Linked DNA regions of Pan troglodytes: region 2 is linked to region 1. Evidence: chromatin contacts called from public Hi-C data. All regions are on one chromosome and are shown on one strand. The core of a region is the stretch at or near the end of the contact, and the rest is flanking DNA. Distances in the headings are between cores, read along the strand shown. Region 1 holds the start of TSPAN17 (tetraspanin 17). Region 2 holds the start of MXD3 (MAX dimerization protein 3).

What was found. Hi-C and Micro-C count contacts between places; a contact is called where the count stands out from the background.
Region 2: a contact with region 1 is called in a Hi-C map of stem cell-derived neural progenitor cells, with 3 times the contacts expected there. The contact joins the promoter of MXD3 here to the promoter of TSPAN17 in region 1. A contact is called at or near these places in 1 of 7 Hi-C or Micro-C datasets (stem cell-derived neural progenitor cells) and 1 of 1 datasets of contacts at active chromatin or transcription factors (stem cell-derived excitatory neurons).

What each region holds. Positions count from the first base shown.
Region 1 is chr4:174,265,930-174,268,800 of NHGRI_mPanTro3-v2.0_pri, reverse strand. It overlaps TSPAN17 (tetraspanin 17), which reads right to left and starts at 1,460. Exons shown (of 9, transcript XM_518122.8): 1 at 1,091-1,460. The coding sequence starts at 1,177. It overlaps EIF4E1B (eukaryotic translation initiation factor 4E family member 1B), which reads right to left. Exons shown (of 9, transcript XM_063811707.1): 9 at 2,256-2,871.
Region 2 is chr4:174,934,178-174,936,877 of NHGRI_mPanTro3-v2.0_pri, reverse strand. MXD3 (MAX dimerization protein 3) reads left to right here and starts at 1,397. Exons shown (of 7, transcript XM_063810895.1): 1 at 1,397-1,530; 2 at 2,404-2,500. The coding sequence starts at 2,431.

The sequences.
Region 1 (2,871 bases), core at 211-2,710:
ACTCATTGTATCTGCCTAACAGCCCTCACAGGCAGATTCTTTATCGTCGTCTCCCAGGCAGGCAAGCTGAGGCCTGGAGAGGAGAGGTGACTTGCCCAAGGTGTCCCAGCCAGGCCCTCTGACTTCCTTGCCAGTGCTCCCACACACTGCCCACACCCTCAAGAGCCTAGTGCTGCAGTGCAAGGACACCCACCACACCAGTGAGCTCGGTGACACGTGGGTAGGGGGCAGTGCCACTGAGTCTTGCTGAACACAAGGGAAAGGGCCTGGCATCTTGACCCAAGGCCTCAGGAGCAGAGACTGCAGAGGGCCACGGCTTTGGAGAGATGGGAAAAATGACCTGGCAGGGCCCAGGGGGACAGATGCCACCCTGGGAGGGGCACTAGTAGCTCCCTTCCCCGGTAGGGGCAGCCCCACCCAGGAGCCTCAGCTTGTCAGCTGTGGAATGTTGAATTCTGTTCCCCAAGGCCAGCTCCCAGGCTCTCAACTGGGGAGATCCCCTCCCAGCCGCCAAGGACTCGCCATTGTCCCTCCCTGCCCCTCCTGGCAGGTCAGCCTCCTTGTGCGGGACTGGGGTGGGGAGAAGACTGTGACCCACCCCACTTTGCAGGAGCCTAAGGTGAGGCACCTGACCCAGGTACTACTGGAAGGGAAAGGAGGCCAGGGAAGGGGCCTGGCGGCTCCCTTCACGCCAGAATCTCCTTATCGGCTAAACCAGGGGTGGGGCTTGGCGTGCATCCCACATCCCAGGGTAGGAAGGAGGGCTGCGCGAGAGGGGCAACCTGCACCTAGCACGCCCCTGGGGTCTTCAAGGAAACACCTTCCCTTTCTCCACCAGGCCTCGGGATTACTCAGGGAGACTCCCTACCCCAACCCCGACCCCACGCTGTCGCTAGGACCCGCCCCCAGCAATCCGGGCCTCTGTAGCTACCTCGGGTGGTCCTGGAAGTGGGCGTGGGTGTGGCAGAAATGGGGGGATGGTCCCGAGCTCCAAACTCTTGGGGCAGGGAGTAGTCTCCCCATGCAAAAGACTGAATCTCCCTCTCCCACCACCCCCCAGCACAGGGCAAGGCGCAGACCCCGCGCTCACCCAGAAGACAATGTTGAAGCCAAACAGGAAGTATTTCCCGCAGCAGCCGACCTCGGGTTCCTGGAAATGCTGGTGCTTGCCGGGCATGGTGAGCGGCCACCCGCCGGCCCGGAAACCGGAGCCGGGAGCCAGGCCCAGCGCCCCGCGGGCCGCCCTGGGCTAGAGCCGCCCGGGGCCTAGCCGGGCGGCTGCGGCTTCATGGCCTCGGCCACACAGAGCGCCGGTCGGGCCCCGCCCGCCCCTCAGGGACCGCCCTCAGCATCCAGACCTCCTTGCCCGAAGCCCTGCTGTCCCCGCCTCTGGACCTGTCCCCGCCTCTGGACCGGGCCCCGCCTCTGGACCGGGCCCCGCCTCTGGACAGGGCCCCGCCTCTGGACCGGGCCCCGCCCCCACAGCCCTCAGTCCCTTTGGAGTCCCGCCTCCTGACCTGGCTCCGCCCCCATAGCCCAACTCAGTCCCGCCTGAGCCCCGCCTCTGGACCTGGCTCCGCTTCCCGAGCTCCGCCCCCACAGCCTGATTCGGACCTCCTCGCAGCCCCGCCTTCGGCCAGGCCCCGCCCCCGCGCAGGCCGCCGCCGCGTTTCCCAGCGTCCTGCAGACGCGCCTGGGACGCCGGCTGATGGCGCCGGAGGCCGCCGGGGTGTAGAAGCCTTGCTTCCCCTGCTGGGTACCAGCGCCATCCCAATCCCCAGCCTGCTGTTGGAGCCCATCCCAGGGGAAGGTTAACTGCTGCTCTGGCAGGCGAATGGGGAAGCTGGTCCGGATTGAGTTTTTAACACGTGCAGGACGTTTTGTCATTGTGGAGTCGCATCAGGCTCACCTTCACCCAGCGGAAATCCAGCTCTACTTATCCTGGCTCAAACTCAGGCCAAACGAGGGCCTGGGCCTTGGTACCACACCGGCTGCGCCCTGCCAGGGGCATATGCCCCGGAACCTGGCTCAAGCCCCCTTGGTGGCTGAGTTTCCCCAGCCACACCCCCTGTCCTCCATACTGGCCAGGGTCCCGGTCAGGCTCCTTGGTACCCAGTGATCTCACATGAGCCCCTGTAAGACAGGACAGAGGCAGATCAAAGTTTGGGGGAACCTGAATCTTACTCCAGTTTGAAGCCCTCTTAAAAATAATTCCAACTTTGTTCAGAAGTATTTATTTAAAACAGGAACAGAAAGATGCTTAAGCTTTTATTATCAAGTTTATCCACTTCCACCACTTCTACCAGAACCTTGGTGAGGCCTAGCCCAGCATCCCTCCACCTCCACTTCAGTCTGGCCCTGAGGCAGGCAAGGCCCAGACAGCCATGGTCACAGCTGGGGAGAAGGGGAGCGGCCTTGCAAGGCTCTCTCAGTCCTCAGCAACCCACGTATCCCTCTGTACAAATGATGGCGTTCACCCTCCAGCGTGTCTGTGCCCTTGAGCCCACCACCCATGGAAGAGTCTGTCTCTCAGGCCACCTCACCTCCTTCCTGGGTGGAAACAGTAAACACTGGACTATGGGCTTCTCCGCCTACCATAGAGCCCTCCTTCCCCGCCATGACTCACCCCACCCCCAGGAGTTTTTTCCACCCTGCTGCTGTCCTGTGGCCCCAGGACAAGCTAGGTCCTCAGACTGCCACCACTACCCCCATCTAGCCCCTAAGGCTCAGGCCCCAACTCATGTTAAAGAATGTTTGCATTCCTGTTCACTTGAGGACAGGTAAGAACTAGGCTGTCTGATCCCCAGTCCCGCCCCATCCCCCAAAGTAATGAGGCTCAGTGGTGGCTGTCCCATTACATAGGAGGGGTGC
Region 2 (2,700 bases), core at 148-2,647, 670 kb before region 1:
AGGTTCGTGTCTGCACTGCATGGTGCTGACTTTAGTGAAATAAAATTGGAAATTCATTCACAAGCCTTGCGGCTCCTTCCTTCAGAGATGGCTGATTGCAGGGGGGAGTTTGGGGAAACCCATCAGCATGTTCTGGGCCCTGCAGCCTCTCCAGTGTCAGCCTGCACCAGGCTATTTGCTCTCTGTAAGCCACACCGCCCCTGCCACGCTCCTTTCAGCCCCAGGGCCTTTGCACGTGCTGTTCCTTTGTCTAGAATTCTTTCATCTCTCCTATACTTAGATAACACTTCTTCATCCATTTCCCCAGTAAAGCCTTCTCTGACCTCACCAATTAGGTCAAATGTTCCTTAGAATGTGTTGTGGGGCACGGTCTCTCCCTGTGAGGACCTGTCCAGCTGGACCTCCGCCTTCCTGCGACTGTATTGGTGTCTTTCCCTCTCAAGCCTATGAGCTCTGCAAGGGCAGGGACCCTGTATGATTTTGCCTATCATATGTCCTCCAGCCCCCAGCACAGCGCCTGGTGTCCAGTGAGAGCTCAGCAAATATTTTGTGAGTTAAGGACAGGCGGCTGGGTAGATGGATCGTCTGCCTAGACAGGGCAGTTATTCCGCTGTGAGCAACTCTTAGAGAAACTTCATTTTTTTTCGGCGCCTGGCCGAAACTTCAAGATGTTTCCCGGCCAGGAACGGTGGCTCACACCTGTAATCCCAGCACTTTGGGAGGCTGAGGTGGGTGGATCACCTGAGGTCAGGAGTTCGAGACCAGCCTGGCCAACACGGTGAAACCCCGTCTCTACTAAAAATACAAAAATTAGCTGGGTGTGGTGGTGGGCGCTTGTAGTCTCAGCTACTTGGGAGGCTGAGGCAGGAGAATTGCTTGAACCCGGGAGGCGGAGGTTGCAGTGAGTCGAGATTGAGCCATTGCGCTTCAGCCTGGGCGACAGAGCAAGACTCAAAAAAAAAAAAAAAAAAAAAAAAAGATTTTTCCCAAGGAACTGAGGCCTGACTGACATGTGCCTGTGTTTAACCAGGACTGTCTCTTTACAGAGCATCGATCCCTCCCACCTTCCCTCCCCTCTCTATTTTGGGATTACTGGAGTCACAGACTCAGCCCGTGGCTGGCAGCAATGCTCCACCCTGCTACAGCTGCGTTCATCTTCCTGTCCCCAGATGTGGCCCCACCTGCTGGTGCTGAGGCTAGAAGTCATCACAGCCACTCCTTCGGCCGGCTAGGAGAGTCAGGTGCAAGAAGGGTTTATGGACTCTGAGTAAGGCAAGCAGGGGCTGCCTGGGAGGCAAACGCCGCGGTCTGGTTGCACTGGCCTTTGAGATGGGCGGCTCCTTCATGCCATGGGCACCGCAGAGGCATTGGCTCTGATCCTTCAACGCTGTCGCAGGGCTCCTGAGGCTTAGAGACGGAGGTCACCTCCTGAGTCATACACAGCTGAGGCATCAGTGACAGGAGAGGACCCCAACTCCGTGGATACCAGAGCCCCAGGCTCCGGAAAAGGCCATTTCGCGTGCCTCCAGGGTATGGCCTGCCTGAGGAAGCTGTTACCCCACTGACGTTTTCGTAGCAACAACAGCTTCCTCACAGAAGAGGAGGGGGGCCGAGATATTATTCCCATTCGACACAGTAGGAAGCTGGGGCCCACGGGGGCCTTCGGGGGCAGATGGCAGGCAGGCTTGGGGACAGACCCCGGAGGGCAGGAGCCGGGTCCGTCGCCCCTCCGCCGGCGCCTGCGCATTGAGGCCCAGCTCCCCTCTCAACCCCGCCCCATCGCTTGGGTTTTCAAATTTGAAACCTGCTTCTTTTCCCGCCCGAACGTGTGGATCAGCGGCGGGAGAGGGCGGGGCAGAGCGCCAGCCAATAGGGCATCAGAGGCTCCCCGACCCCGCCCCGAGGATGACAACAGCGATCCTTGAGAAGCCATGTGCGAATGGGCGAGCGGCGGCCGGAGGCCCCGCCCCCGCGGCCCCCACGTGCAGCGGCTGGGCCCGGGGCTTTCAGGGGACCACCAGGCCCCCAGAGCGCCGTGCTATGTTGGGGGCTAGTCACTAGCACGGGGCTGGAAGCTGAGATCAAAGACGCCAATGAGCCGGCGTGGGTGGATGAGTGAGGCGGGCAAGAAGCAGCACCGGTTAGCCTGAGGGTTCGCTCCAGGGCCAGGCCTGGAGCCAGCGCCCTTACCTGCCCCTGGAAAGTCTGAGACCACTCGGGGCGGGGCGGCTGCCGGAGGGTGGGCTGCGGCTCCGTGGCGGGTTCCAGAGGGGCGGAGCCAAGGGCTGGGCGTTCCCGCGGGCGGGGCGTCCCGGGGGCGGGGCGGGCCCCTGTGTTTGTTGCACCGTGTCAGTTACTTTGTAACAAAAGTGCTGCAGCCGCTTGCTCCGGCCGGCACCCTAGGCCGGCCCGCCGCCAGCTGTCGCCGACATGGAACCCGTGGCCAGCAACATCCAGGTCCTGCTGCAGGCGGCCGAGTTCCTGGAGCGCCGTGAGAGAGGTGAGGAAGGACCCTTGGCTGAATTCCGGGCGGCGACCTCGCTGACACGGGCCTGGACTGGACCTGGCTCCCAGCTTGAAGGATGCACCGCCCTAGGACAGTAATCCCGGGGCGCCTCGCCCTCAACTCGAGAGGAGTCCCGGGGAGGTAGAGCAGGGACGGGTGGGGGAAATGGTCCTGGCGCCAAAAGCCTTTCCTTG